Regions from separate parts of the Mus musculus genome. Here regions 1 and 3 are each linked to region 2. The links are chromatin contacts, called in public Hi-C and HiChIP or PLAC-seq maps. All regions are on one chromosome and are shown on one strand. Each heading gives the region's core, a stretch centred on a gene start, on an enhancer-like site or on the middle of the called end of the contact. The rest is flanking DNA. Distances are from core to core; before and after follow the strand shown. Region 1 overlaps Gm33390 (a long non-coding RNA gene). Region 2 overlaps Gm41031 (a long non-coding RNA gene). Region 3 has its middle 17 kb from the start of Enc1.

Region 1 (4,648 bases), core at 1,012-3,511, 520 kb after region 2:
TTTACCAGACCCAACAAAAGGGCAAGGTTGCCTTCTGTCTCCTCCCAGGCTCCTCCAGTAGCCAGGAAAAAAATAAACTCAAAAGACAAAGAAAAGACCGTCTCCACCTCTAGGCAGCCATTGTCGCCACAAGCCAGCCTGCTCTTCAGCCCGTTCAACTTCCTGAATCATTTACAAATCATTATTTGTTCTTTAAGTCCATTCAACAATCAACTTGAAAATCATATACTACTCCCCAAATTTAACCCCTGGTTTAGTTTGATTTCTAACGTTGTGATAAACACCGTATCCAAAAGCAACTGGGGGAAAGAACGTTTATTTCATTTTGCCCTTCTACCCCACGGTAGGACAGTGTTGAGAGAAGTACAGGCAGGGACTCAAGGAAGCAACATGAAGGCAGATATGAGGGAGGGTAAAGCTGCTTACTGGCTTGCTTACCCACAGGCTGCTGTTCAACTACCTATTTTATATAGCCTAAGCCCACCTGCCTAAGAATGGAACCACCTACAGTGGGTCTTCTACACCAGTTAACAAACAAGGAAATGCAATCCAATGGAGACCAGTGTTCAGTTGAGATTGCCTCTTTCCAGTGGGTGTCACTAGTTGTGTCAAGCTAAGAGCTGATTAGCATAAATTTCTTTTCCCCTCCCCCTGTCCCTGTGGAAATACATATGGCCAAGTCTCATCCGATTCTTGAGTCCGTATCTCCCCTCTCCTTCACTCAGGCTTCTGTCCGTTTGCTTCAGCGACGCCCCCCCCCCCCCCAACTAGACACCAGAGCAGCCTTTCAACTTTTTTTTTCTTTAAGATTTATTTATTATTATACATAAGTTCACTGTAGCTGACTTCAGACACACCAGAAGAGGGAGTCAGATCTCATTACGGGTAGTTGTGAGCCACCATGTGGTTGCTGGGATTTGAACTCAGGACCTTCAGAAGAGCAGTCAGTGCTCTTAGCCGCTGAGCCATCTCACCAGCCCAGAGCAGCCTTTCAAATTAGGTCAGGCGGCTTCCTAACTTAAACACCTTCCTGTATGCTCCCTGATGCTCCTGCTTCAAGGAGCGAACTCACATTCCTTAGTTCAGCTTATCAGCCTTCCACGGATTGCCCTTTCCTTTCTTGCATCACGTTCCGGCATCACGTTGGCTTCTGGAAAGCTCATCAGACCGCCATGTTGTTTCACATTGCTCTGCACCCCACTCTTCATTTGTTTTTCTTCAAACACCTGCTTTCCTTCTTTGCCTAATGAACAGGGAGGGGCAAGTCTCTCCCTCTACCCTCTGGAGGGTCTCCCAAGCAAATGGACCCCTCTGGAGGAAAGAAAGAAAGAGAGAGAGAGGGGGAGGGAGGGAGGGAGGGAGGGGGAGGGGGAGAGAGGGAGAGGGAGAGGAGAGGGAGAGGGAGAGGGAGAGGGAGAGAGGAAGAAGTAAGCAGCTTTCTATATGAATGAAGCGGGTAATTCGTGAGGCTCTTGGAAATGCAGGTGCGGCTCTACCAGTCATTTCCAGAGCACGAGTGAACACTATCACGATCTCTGGAAGCACGAACCCGTTAGAGAGGGGCGGTGCATCCGCGGTAAGTAACCACTGAGCAGTGTATGCAGCCCCATCACTACAGAAAGAGAACTTGTCTACGGCCTTAGGAAACACCAAGATGCCCTTTGCCCACATTTTCCTGGCCATTTCACTCCTAGGCTCTTCCATTCTTCCCCAGTTGCCTTCAGCACCCACTGGGCACACCGGTCAGGGCCAAAGGAAGGCAGCACACTGTACCTTCCCAGGAACCCAGAGACAGCAGTCCTTTCCAATTTAAATGCTGAATTGGAGTGGTGGGAAGGGCTGTCCCTTGCCGTCCCTCCCTCCCCCAACCTGCTCACTGCTGGAGGACTTCCCACCAAAGAGGAAATCTGCTGCTTTCTGCCAAGAGTCCAAAACCCCAAGGAAGTCTTGTAGATAGCAGACCTTTGACCTGCTAGACTTGGCTCTGCCTTTGGACCGTTTCCAGGGCAAAGGGGAAACGCCTCCTAGGAGAGACTCTTTGTCCTTGAGCAAGACACCTCTTAGGGAAACTCCAAAATGAGTGGTCAGGTTTTTGCGGCCTCATTTTCTATTTTGTTTACTGGGTCAATGGAAAAATACCTCTCCCTCCCCCCCTCCCTCTCCCCCTTCCTTTTTCCCTCCCTCCCTGATTCTTCCCCTTCTCTGGCCTCCCCCCAAACAAAAGAACAGGAAAAGAACAGATGTTCTGTAGGCTTTTCCTTTGTGCTCTCCTCTCCAGTTTTGAATCAGGAAATAGAGCAATGGCCTCCGTCCGCTCTCAGGGATCCTCTCTTCCTTGTCACCGGGAGATTCTCTTTCACAGGTGAAATGTCAGACACTCTAAATTTGCATATGCCCTCTTTAGCTTACGTCAGACCTTTAGGCTAGTATTGTGTAAAAGTGAGACTTCTGCTGCTGAGGCAGAGTTCTCAGGGAAAACGGACAGGTGGGAGGAGCTGGTGGGGCATGAGTTGGCATCCTTGGTCAGCCGACAATAGTGATAAATAAACAAATCAACTGGTTCACCAAAACTCAAGAAGCAGGAAGAGAGAAGTAGCCGAAGAAATGTGTGTAAGAACAGGACCATGAGCCGGGCAGTGTTGGCCCACGCCTTTAATTCCAGCATTTGGGAGGCAGAGGCAGGCAGATTTCTGAGTTCGAGGCCAGCCTAGTCTACAGAGTGAGTTCCAGGGCAGCCAGGGCTATACAGAGAAACCTTGTCTTGAAAAAACAAAAAACAAACAACAACAACAACAAAGAATGGATCTGTGAGAGGTGCGTCACAGCCTCAAAAAAGGAAACGTCAGCTTTTCCTTTGCTGTTATAGCATGGAATTGCTGAAAGGGGACATTCTTGATGGACCACTTCCCTGGTGGAAGCACTAAGGAATCTTTCATCCTTCTTGAATCTTTGGTTTGTTCACTCAGTGAATACCACACCAAGCCGCATGTGCTAAGACACAACAGCATCTTCCAGACCTTCATGGAGAACCCAACCCATGGAGAACCCAGATGCTATGATTACAGAAGCAGAGTTCACAAGGCTATGAGACCCCAGGTCCCTCTCAAGGCCCGCCTGAGTACAGCATTCCAATGGTGTCCATGAGGAGCTGGTTCCAAAAGCTGCAGGTGTTCAGGTCCCTTGTGCAGAGTGGTATAGTCATTGAATATAACCTGTGTATATACATACATACATTGCATATAATCTACTTACATCTGGAGTATTTTCACCTCCAGGTGACTTATAATGCCTGATATAGGTCTAAGTGCAACGTCAATAGTTATTATATTATTCTGTTTGGGGCATAGTGTCAAGAAAAAAAGCTTGTGCACATCAAACCTAGCCTCTCATTTTCTGCTGCTTATTTCAGATCCATGGTTGATTGAATCTGTCAATTAAGAGCCCGAATCGGCAGGGACTGTCAGCACTTCTCTTGGCCACCAGTAATCAGGACCGTGGCTAAATTAACAAAGAAGAAATCTAGAACAAGACAGCACTGACTTCAGTTCTGGGCCTGGTGTCTGCAGTTTTTATAACCTTGCCCTTGACAGTCAAAGGACATCCCATCTACACAAAATCTTTCTCCTTGAGTCAAGAAGGAAGTGAGTCTGACAATAACTCTTCCAATTTACCAGAAGAGAAGCATTTCCCAGAAACCACTAGTAAGCTGTGACTTAACTCTCTGGCTGAAACCTTGTGATTCAGGCATGATTGTATTCAGGACACTAAAACAGATGAAGCTTTCTCATTTTTTAAAAGACTTATGTTATTTCATTTATATCTTCAGACACACCAGAGAAGGCATCGGACCCCATTACAGATGGTTGTAAGTCACCATGTGGTTGCTGGGAATTGAACTCAGGGCCTGGAAGAGCAGTCAGTGCTCTTAACCACTGAGCCATCTCTCCAGCCCCAGAAGATGCTTTCTAGCCTCCAACATGGAGACATCAAGGTGAATCTGTAGATGTCATAGCTGGTCTCCATCTGGATTCTGACTCCTGTAGGAGACTGAGATACAACCTGCTTCTGTTTCTGTTACTATGCATGTGTCCCTATTTCAATGTATTTCAGTGTCACTTGGCCACTTCCCGCCGAACTCAGCGACCAGTCAGATTATGACACACAAGTTTGTTCCCATTTAAAATAATACATTAGTTCTATTCCCCCCACCTCCAGATCCTCTTCAGATCTCCCAATATACCTAACATTTCTTTGGTTTACATAAAAGCCCTATCTAATTTGCTCCCTAGGGGAGACCTACCACAATAGTAAAGTTGCACATTTCCACAGGGATTTACCCTAAACTGTTAATGAGTTGTGACTTCCCTGTCTGTACAGGCAGACAAAGCTGCTGCACCCCAAGCAGGTAGACAGAATTTGAACCAGATGGTTCAAGGCAGGGAAATGGGCTTAGCAGATCATTCCCAACACCTCCGTGTGTTGACTGAAATCCGTAAGGGGATGGCAAAACACCACCCTTATTTTCTCAACAAACTGTGCACCTTATTGAATATTAAACAGAAAGCTGAACAGAGGAGAGCTGGCTCTGGGTTTTCTTTCCTTGTCATTAGAACCATAAACTTGGCTGCTAGTTTCAACGAATCAATGG
Region 2 (4,427 bases), core at 1,432-3,931:
ATATGTGTGTAATGCACAAACATATGTGTATACATATATGTGTGTATGTGTGTGCATGCCCACATGTGTGTATATACACATATATGTATATGTGTGTAATGCATAAACACATGTATATATGCATGTGTGTGTTATTTAGTTAAGCTGTCACATGCAAGAGAACACTGCCTCTTTACAGGCAACTGCTGCATGGGCAGTGACAATCTTATTGCTTTAAAGCCCAGGAGACCGATGGTCAGCTAACAGAGCTGGGTTAGAATGAGAAGTTCTTCCTCAGCCATCAGAAGTTCTGATCCGAGACACTCCTCGGATCCAGCTTTACTTTTGTTGGTAAGATTTGCAAACGCTTAGGTTATTCCCAAAATAGCTTTGAACATCCACAGGGTGTCAAATGAAAGAAGAAGAATTCTGACTTGAAAAGTTTGACTTTTGGTGCTCGATCATGACTCTCATTCTTATATAATCTAGGACCTCTGGCTCAGAGGACAGTGCCACCCAGAGTGGGCAGACCACCTCACTAGTCAAGGTGATTCCCACATACTCTAGCTAATCTCTCAAAGGATCTTCTTCCCAGGGGATTCCAGACCCTCTCAGGTTGACAGTGAAAACGAACCATTTCAGGTTTCACTCAGGACTTCTACTTCTCTTACTGTTGGCCCAAATGCCCTCAGAGACAACAAAGCACATCCTATACCTCACAGTGCCTTCCGAAAGACAGTAGTGGACTTTAAAGGACTGAAGCTCTGCCTCTGACTGCTCTACCTCTGGGTCCCAGCTGCTGACTCCTGCTAGTCCATCATGGTCCTAAACCCCCCCCCCATAGTTCTCTGCTGGCGGTCCTCTGAAGTGTATAGATATCTCTTGCCCAGTTTCCTTGTAGAGTGCACAGATGTGCCCAGGGAGTGGGGCTGGGCACAGATGTGAGCCACTCCGAGGACTCCTACCTCAGGAGTCAGGCTCAGATTGTCCCTAAGATTTTGCTACTAGGTAAGTTTATCACTGTCACGAGCTTACTGTGTCAGAAACATAGACAAATACCCTGTGTCTTTCCACAGTGTCAGAATTTATTGACTAGCAATAAATTCACAAGGCACAGCAGTTTCTTTGGCAGCAATTTGCCTTAGAGTCCCAACTTTCTTGATAACTAGCCAAGACAAATGCTGGTGCTCTCCCTCTCCCTCTCCCTCTCCCTCTCCCTCTCCCTCTCCCTCTCCCTCTCCCTCTCCCTCTCCCTCTCCCTCTCTCAAAGAAAAAACAAGCTGACAAGTTGACTACTAATATTAGCTCTCAATCACACATTATACAACACCCAGTAAATACTTGTATGTGTGTATATGTGTGTGTGTCATATGTGTCTGTGGGGTATGTGTGTGTATGTGTGTGGTGTGTGTCTGTGTGGTGTGAGTGTGAGTGCCTGTAGGTTATGAAATGCCACAAAAGGTAAAGGAGGCTGCATAGAGATCAAGGAGAGGAGTTTTCGAAGTGGAGGCAATAAGATCAGAACTTCAAGGTCATCATCTGCTACGTAACTTTAGAAACCAGTCTGGGATATAGGAAACCGCATCTCAGAAACAAATAAACAACAACAACAACAACAACCCTCCAAAGAGGCCCAAGAGACAGATTCAGGATGGTAGACGAATTCCCCCAGGAATAAAACATGCACCTTGCCAGGGTCACTGATACAGAGTCCAGCCAGAGCCTGAGGCTCATACTTTGAGCCAAGTCTCAGGGTCAAATCGAGCTGCTGAAGTGAGGCATAGGACTGTGAAGGCCACAGAAATGAAGAGCAGAGACAGGGTCAGAAATTCAAAGATGCCTTGGGGACCAAGCTGAGCTGAAGGCCCTGTGATTATCAGCTCTCTGCCTGTCCATTGTTTGATGTACACACCAGGTGATAGGATGAGAGCTTCTGGAAGGCACTTGAGAAAAATGAAAAAATCATACTGGGGAGGCTAGATTTAAGAGCTTATAGGTCATACCAGATTGAGGAAAGGGTATAATGCCCTTGCCTATAGCAACCTCTCGCCTAACGTGTGTGTGTGTGTGTGTGTGTGTGTGTGTGTGTGTGTGTGTGTGTGTGTGTGTGAGAGAGAGAGAGAGAGAGAGAGAGAGAGTGTGTGTGTGTGTGTGTGTGTGTGTGTGTGTGTGTTTGTGAAGAACCCGGGACTCCCCAGCTTGAATCCATTTTCCACCAGTGATCTGGCCTACTCAGCGCACGTCGGACCATTGGCTCACCTGTCTGAATCTGTCTCTGACCACTGTTTCTGGCTCCTTGTTGTGGTTGGCTCTGGGCTAAGTACTCAGGTGGCTTCTTGTGAACCAATCCCTTAATGAACAAAGGAGCCAATCACTGGGTGAGTAGGCGGGACTTCGAGGTTGGACAAAGGAAGAGAGGAAGCAGGGGAGAGTTAGGTCCTTTTTGGGATGGGACAGCAGAGAGGTAAGATGTAGCTGCTAGAGTTTCCCAGTAACATGGCAGATCCGCAAAGATTCGCCCCTAGAAGAATCAGATTTTAATAAGGTTTACAAAATTAGGTTTTAGTTGTCGTGCCCAGAGATTGAGTTACCATCGTTTCTGAGCTGAGTTTGTGTTGCGTTTTCCTTCACGTGGCAGCTCATCTGGGGTCAAGAGAGAAAGGTACAGCATCCAAGCATGGGTTTGCCAGATGTGTACCACAAAGGCCGTGGGGGATTTGAAACAGGGTTAGCATGGTAGCAACCTCCAGTGGGAACCTAGAGAGCTGGGTGGAGAGATTGTGGAGTTCTGAGTCAGTCTCCACGAGATAAAAACAGGTGGCCACTGCCCCGACAGTTCATGGCCTGTTTGGCTGCCAGGGCAGAGGCACAAGTGCGGGAACGTGCTGGGTCGGTTTTTTTTTTTTTTCCATTTTTTATTAGGTATTTAGCTCATTCACATTTCCAATGCTATACCAAAAGTCCCCCATACCCACCCATCCCCACTCCCCTACCCACCCACTCCCCCTTTTTGGCCCTGGTGTTCCCCTGTACTGGGGCATATAAAGTTTGCATGTCCAATGGGCCTCTCTTTCCAGTGATGGCCGACTAGGCCATCTTTTGATACATACGCAGCTAGAGTCAAGAGCTCCGGGGTACTGGTTAGTTCATAATGTTGTTCCACCTATAGGGTTGCAGATCCCTTTAGCTATTAAAAAGAATGAATTTATGAAATTCCTAGCCAAATGGATGGACCTGGAGGGCATCATCCTGAGTGAGGTAACACATTCACAAAGGAACTCACACAATATGTACTCACTGATAAGTGGATATTAGCCCCAAACCTAGTATACCCAAGATATAAGAATCAATTTGCTAAACACATGAAACTCAAGAAGAATGAAGACTGAAGTGTGGACACTATGCCCCTCCTTAGAATTGGGAACAAAACACCCATGGAAGGAGTTACAGAGACAAAGTTTGGAGCTGAGATGAAAGGATGGACCATGTAGAGACTGCCATATCCAGGGATCCACCCCATAATCAGCATCCAAACGCTGACACCATTGCATACACTAGCAAGATTTTATCGAAAGGGTCGTTTTTTAAAAATATTTTCCGAAACAGCTCCTGATCCGGGTGTGGTTTTTCTCAGCCTGGCTCAGTTTTGTTCACTCTCGAATCTGCTGCTTTTCTCCTAAACCTGGACGCCAGCAGTTTTCACTGGCAGCTCAGTCCCAGCTTGGCCTTGGCCTTTTTCTTCATGGACTCTTTCTCAACCCACTTTTGTAGACTGAGCTCTGCCGCACCTGGCTTAACTTGTATTCATTCTGTAACACACATACACACATAGATGCACACATACCACACACACACACACGTCCATACACATGCATACACACACAGCACATACACACCACACCATGCCATACACTTACATACACAAACCACATACCACAACACACACACACACACACACACACACACACACACGAATGCACAAATTGATTGATTTGCTATGTGCTATATACTATTTGATGTGAGAGTTTGTATTAATAATTAAGGTTAGGATGGAAAAGTCTGCATTCCTCACCCAAGCCACCAAGGCAGGAGGGTTTTGTGACACATTGTTGTTAGTAAATCTGCCAAACTTTGTGATTTTATTGTTCATCAAATCCTGACACTGCAGACAGACACACACATACACACACCTCTGTGTTTTTGGCACATTGTATTCAAGGGTGTGTGTATGTTCACATATAATTATAAACTCTAGATATTCCCAAGTATTATGCTTCTTCTTAATACAATGAACCTTTTAAAATTGTCTTCTGTAGATTGAACTATGTATTACATTTATGATGAGGAATGATATTAAATAGATTGGTCACACACTCTCGAAAATGTTGCAAAATGACAAATAAATGTTTCCATTGTCTTATTAGTATAAGAAAGTGGCTTTGATTGTT
Region 3 (4,647 bases), core at 188-2,687, 600 kb after region 2:
CCTACCAGGGGTAGATAGGCTAAGAGTTCGGGGGTTAAGGCTGATGACTGACAGTTAGTGAATAAAGAGGACATGTATTTGAAAAGAAGCAAGAAGCAGTAGATGACAGGGTTTCAGAGGAGAGAAAGGGGAGAGCAATTGTATTATAATCTCATAAGCAAGAGAAATTATTAAAAACCAAAGAAAGTGCTTGCTGAGCCACCTTGAGGACCAGTGTTTAGACCCCACATAACAAGCTGAGAGTCCTACTAAGAACTGTGATCCAATACCCTCCTCTGGCCTCCCATACTATGATGAGCTCATACACTCTCTGTCTCTGTCTCTGTCTCTCTCTGTGTCTCTCTTTCTCTGTCTGTCTCTCTCTCTCTCTGTCTGTCTGTCTCTCTCTCTGTCTCTTTCTCTGTCTCTCTTCTCTCTTTTTCTGTACCTCTCTCTATTTCTCTCATACATACACAAATAAATAAATAATTTAAAAAAGGAACTACTACTCACATCTGTGCCCAACTAATGTGATATTGTACTGAATTATTCATTTTAATGCTTCCTAAGGCTGGCGAGATGGCTCAGCTGGTAAAGACTATTGCCACTAAGCCTGACCAGGTTCGACCCCTACCAGCTCCCAAGGGGTGGCCTCTAACTTACAGCATGGCACACACACAAAATAAATAAGTGTGATTAAAAATATAGCTTCCTAAATCTCTTCTACGTGTACTTAGTCAGCATGTTATTGTCCTAATGGGTAATTGTTTTAACTCCATTAAAATAATGACTCTCATTTGTATTATTTTTCACATGTACAATATCATTTAGTCTCAAAAAAAATGCAAACGTCTCAAAATGATCTCCATTTATGGATAAGAACACCAGTGTTTAGAAAGATCTGGTTATGTGCCTGAGGTCTCTCAGCTGTCAACAGCAAATCCGAGACTCCAGCTGAAGTTACCTGTTACATAAATATTCTAATTAAAAAAGGAAACCAGGGCATTTTGAAAAATTCTTCAAGGAAAAGAAAATATTCCGAGTAACCTAGAAAAGGCTATCCAATGGCTACTTCATCAATCACGGCAAGGACACTTAACAGGAAGGAAACCTGAGGAGAGTGGGGCCACCTTGGGGCTGGTCTAAGCAGATCCAAAAGAAACACGCACTCAGCTCCTTAAAACCCCACAGCTTAACCGAAGCGGCCTCCCGGGAAGCAGCACAAGGAGAGGCGCGCGCATAGCATCTTCCATCTTCCCCCGCGCTGGTGCTACTGGCCAACCGCACGCCACCTTCCGCCTTCATTGCTTCCCTTGGTCACTGCATAAACCTTCCTACTACGAATTGAATCGTTTTAGTCTTTCAGCTGCGCCTGAGCAGTTACTTCTGTCAACACAGGGATAGGAGGCAGAACAGACTTTCAAGGTTGAAAATTAAAATAAAGCGAGTGGGTGTGCATGCATACGTGAGTGCTTGCGGGCTTTTGTTGTTCCTGTCTCAGTCTCATGAACTAACTAGTCACTCCTCCCCCTGAGGACCTGTGTAGAGACCCTCATCATCACCTCTGGCCACGTTGTTATCTTTGTTGGCTCTATATACCAAACACTCTGGTCTGGAGACCTGCGTTCACACTTTCCAAAAATCACATGATCAGGCTCTCTCTCTCTCTCCCTCCCTCCCTCCCTCTCCCTGCCCCCCCCCCCACCACCACGCACAAGTCTCTCCTTCAATGTCTAGACTCTAAGCTAACAAGTCCCCTCCTCCTGCCTCACTCTGCCTCATTTTTCTCCAGAACTCCACCTCGTGAGTAGAGTCCTGATACTCCAGCCTCCATCTCCCAAGTGCTAGGATTACAAGACTGTGTCACCATTTCAGCTTTACTTAGTGCTGGGTATCAACCCCAGGGCTTTGTGCATTCTAAGCAAGCCCTCTAAGGACTCGGCTACATCCACATCCTTTCCCTCGGTCACATTTTGTAACAAATCCCTGATACTTTGTAACGAACCTCTGTACTCTATACTCTTCTTTGACTGCTCACTATTAACTCGGCCTCCCAGGTTGTCAGGCGTCCTTTGTCCCCAGCCTCCCCCTTTGCTGTGTGTACAAAGTCCAGGCTTTCCTGTTCAGTTTCAAATTGAGCAACATAGTCTCTGACTCCGATACACTGGTGTTCCCCAAACCTCCAAGGCAGGTGTTCACACATCTGGACGATGGCAGATAATTGACTTCCAGAGATGTCAGCTGTCTTTAGGCCCAGAATAAGGGGCTCCAGAACCTTTGGCTGGGGAACATTCTAGTGTCTGTGAGCTGAGCACCACAGCACCGGGGACTTTATCAGACGTAGCTGGACGCATCCTAGGGACACGTCTGGAAATAAGGAGAATGAAGACCAAGGCACCTGAATTTGAAGACCAGCACCCTCTGGCAAATTGCCAGCTCCCAGAGGTCTCTGATGCTTCTCAGTGAGCACTCTCCTGGAGGACCACCAACCGTGTCAATTAGGAAAGGAGCCTGTGCAGTTAGGAAGTTGATGTTGTTCAGAGAGAGGCCTGGCCCTTGCCCTTAGCTTCTGTCTTCATTTAGAGGCAGTGCCCAGACCCACCACAGTGCAAAGTGGGAGCTTCCCGGTGAGAAAGACCGACCAAGTGATTTACGGTGGGGGCTTTAGCATCACATCTGGGTCATCCTGGATGCTGAAATGGACCAGATCCACATTCGATCAAGCCTGTAAAATGGGGTCCTGATAAAACCTCTGAACACCAAGGTTTAGGTGAGTTTTCCTGTCTGATAATAGTCCTGTGTACTGTCAGACAGTACACAGTGTCACACAGCGCATCAGCGACAGAAAGATGTGGACTGAGTATGGTAAACATTTGCTTCAGAGCCTTCCAGTCTCTGCCCAATGCAGCTCCTCTCCTCTGGCTGGCTGTGTCTTTATGGCTGAGGGTAACAGCTTTGGGTGGGTATCTGACGGTCCAGCTGACTAATAAATTGAGGGTAGACCCCAAGCTTGGCACCAGAAGTGAGAGAACTCTCAGGTGCCACGCCCTCTGAGCTTACCATCTTAGCTAATTCTGAGGACACCCCCATATCAACAGAGGATATGGGGGTTCTCTCAGTTGAAGTTATTTCAATTTAATGCCATTAGGTAGCTCCTTTTTCCCCCAGTTTATTTTGATTTCAATATTTTTTATATCACCTTTAAAAGCTTATCATGTTGGGGAAAGAAGACCTTTAGGGCAGGAGAAAACATGCTTTTGGTATTTATGTGACATTTGCACCAGAAAATCCTAATATACTTTAAGAATTTTTCCCAGTGAGAATAAATGTTTCAATGAAATCAAGTCACCTGCCTAAGGCCTCAGAAGGTTCACATCAAATCTAGGAACAGGGCACCGATGCTGGGTTTCTCGGGCAGCCCGGCAGACCATGGTCAGATCTGGGTACACATTAAGGTTGACACATACAATCCCAGTGTAGGGTGGGCAGAGGCTCATCTTAGAGGAGATTGTAGAACATCTGGCTTGAGGACTGTCTCAGAAATGGCTGTAGGGAAGTCCTGGGCAATTCTGAATGCAAAGGGATCACAAAGTGAAGTGAGGTTCCTGGCCAGGAAAAGCTGGACATGAAGCACTAAAAGTTACTAAGCTCTGTCACCTGGGTCACTGCCTGTGTGACCAGGCTGTGACCGACCCCACCAAAGTCTTATTTATCATTGAGGTCAGAATTCCTGGAGGTCAAAAGACTCTCTTCAGGTGGGCTGGCTAAAACTGGTTGGATCTGAGATGGCTGCCAGGGTGACCTCAGACAACTTCTTACTTCATTTAGATCCCTCCTGTATGCTAAATGACACAGCATGCTGTGCCATGACAGTTGACCGTCGTCGTGGTGTTTACTGGACATAGCCATAAAGAGGACTGAAAAGATATATCTCACAAGTTGCAGGAAAGCCCTTCCTGGTCCCAGAAAAGACAGAACTATATAACTCCTCTTCATTGTCCCTTCCCTCCCTCTTTCTTTAAAAATTACATCTATCTATCATCTATCTATCTATCTATCTATCTATCTATCTATCTATCTATCTATTTATCTATCTATCTATTCACCCAGCCAGCCATCCAGAAGATGTCCCAACCGGTAAGAAGAACAAGTGCTCCACTATGTTCATAGCAGCCTTATTTATAATAGCCAGAAGCTGGAAAGAACCCAGATGCCCCTCAACAGAGGAATGGATACAGAAAATGTGGTACATTTACACAATGGAGTACTACTCAGCTATTAAAAAGAATGAATTTATGAAATTCCTAGCCAAATGGATGGACCTGGAGGGCATCATCCTGAGTGAGGTAACACAATCACAAAGGAACTCACACAATATGTACTCACTGATAAGTGGATATTAGCCCAAAACTTAGAATACCCAAGATATAAGATACAATTTGCTAAACACATGAAGCTCAAGAAGAATGAAGACCAAAGTGTGGACACTGTGCCCCTTCTTAGAATTGGGAACAAAACACCCATGGAAGGAGTTACAGAGACAAAGTTTGGAGCTGTGACGAAAAGATGGACCATCTAGAGACTGCCATATCCAGGGATCCACCCCATAATCAGCTGCCAAATGCAGACACCATTGCATACACTAGTAAGATTTTGCTGAAAGGACCC

What was found. A called contact is a pair of places that touch in the nucleus more often than the background predicts. HiChIP or PLAC-seq counts read pairs in DNA pulled down with a chosen protein or histone mark.
Region 1: a contact with region 2 is called in an H3K27ac HiChIP or PLAC-seq map of differentiating embryonic stem cells, with 6 times the contacts expected there. The contact joins two enhancer-like sites. A contact is called at or near these places in 3 of 39 promoter capture datasets (cranial neural crest, maxillary cranial neural crest and second pharyngeal arch cranial neural crest), 1 of 484 Hi-C or Micro-C datasets (bone marrow-derived macrophages), 6 of 115 datasets of contacts at active chromatin or transcription factors (differentiating embryonic stem cells, embryonic basal ganglia, embryonic forebrain and 3 more) and 1 of 9 other capture datasets (embryonic stem cells).
Region 3: a Hi-C map of embryonic stem cells shows a contact between it and region 2. The contact joins two enhancer-like sites. A contact is called at or near these places in 2 of 39 promoter capture datasets (cranial neural crest and embryonic stem cells), 1 of 15 datasets of contacts at CTCF or cohesin (embryonic stem cells), 12 of 484 Hi-C or Micro-C datasets (the N1E-115 cell line, bone marrow-derived macrophages, embryonic stem cells and 3 more), 16 of 115 datasets of contacts at active chromatin or transcription factors (craniofacial prominence, embryonic basal ganglia, embryonic forebrain and 7 more) and 2 of 9 other capture datasets (embryonic stem cells and liver).

The regions. Positions count from the first base shown.
Region 1 is chr13:97,292,919-97,297,566 of GRCm38.p6, reverse strand. It overlaps Gm33390 (a long non-coding RNA gene), which reads left to right. Exons shown (of 3, transcript XR_382781.1): 2 at 3,410-3,641; 3 at 3,827-3,853. Among named protein-coding and RNA genes, the nearest start is that of Gm33390, 3.9 kb to the left of the region's middle. Within about 2 kb of position 2,261, at least 46 of the 459 cell types and tissues checked have an H3K27ac peak or open chromatin away from gene starts, as enhancers often do. A contact at or near this core is called in differentiating embryonic stem cells, where this site is marked.
Region 2 is chr13:97,818,520-97,822,946 of GRCm38.p6, reverse strand. The region is part of intron 1 of Gm41031 (a long non-coding RNA gene); the gene reads left to right. Among named protein-coding and RNA genes, the nearest start is that of Gm41031, 5.3 kb to the left of the region's middle. Within about 2 kb of position 2,681, at least 10 of the 459 cell types and tissues checked have an H3K27ac peak or open chromatin away from gene starts, as enhancers often do. A contact at or near this core is called in differentiating embryonic stem cells and embryonic stem cells, where this site is marked.
Region 3 is chr13:97,221,916-97,226,562 of GRCm38.p6, reverse strand. No RefSeq gene overlaps it. Among named protein-coding and RNA genes, the nearest start is that of Enc1, 17 kb to the left of the region's middle. Within about 2 kb of position 1,437, at least 20 of the 459 cell types and tissues checked have an H3K27ac peak or open chromatin away from gene starts, as enhancers often do. A contact at or near this core is called in embryonic stem cells, where this site is marked.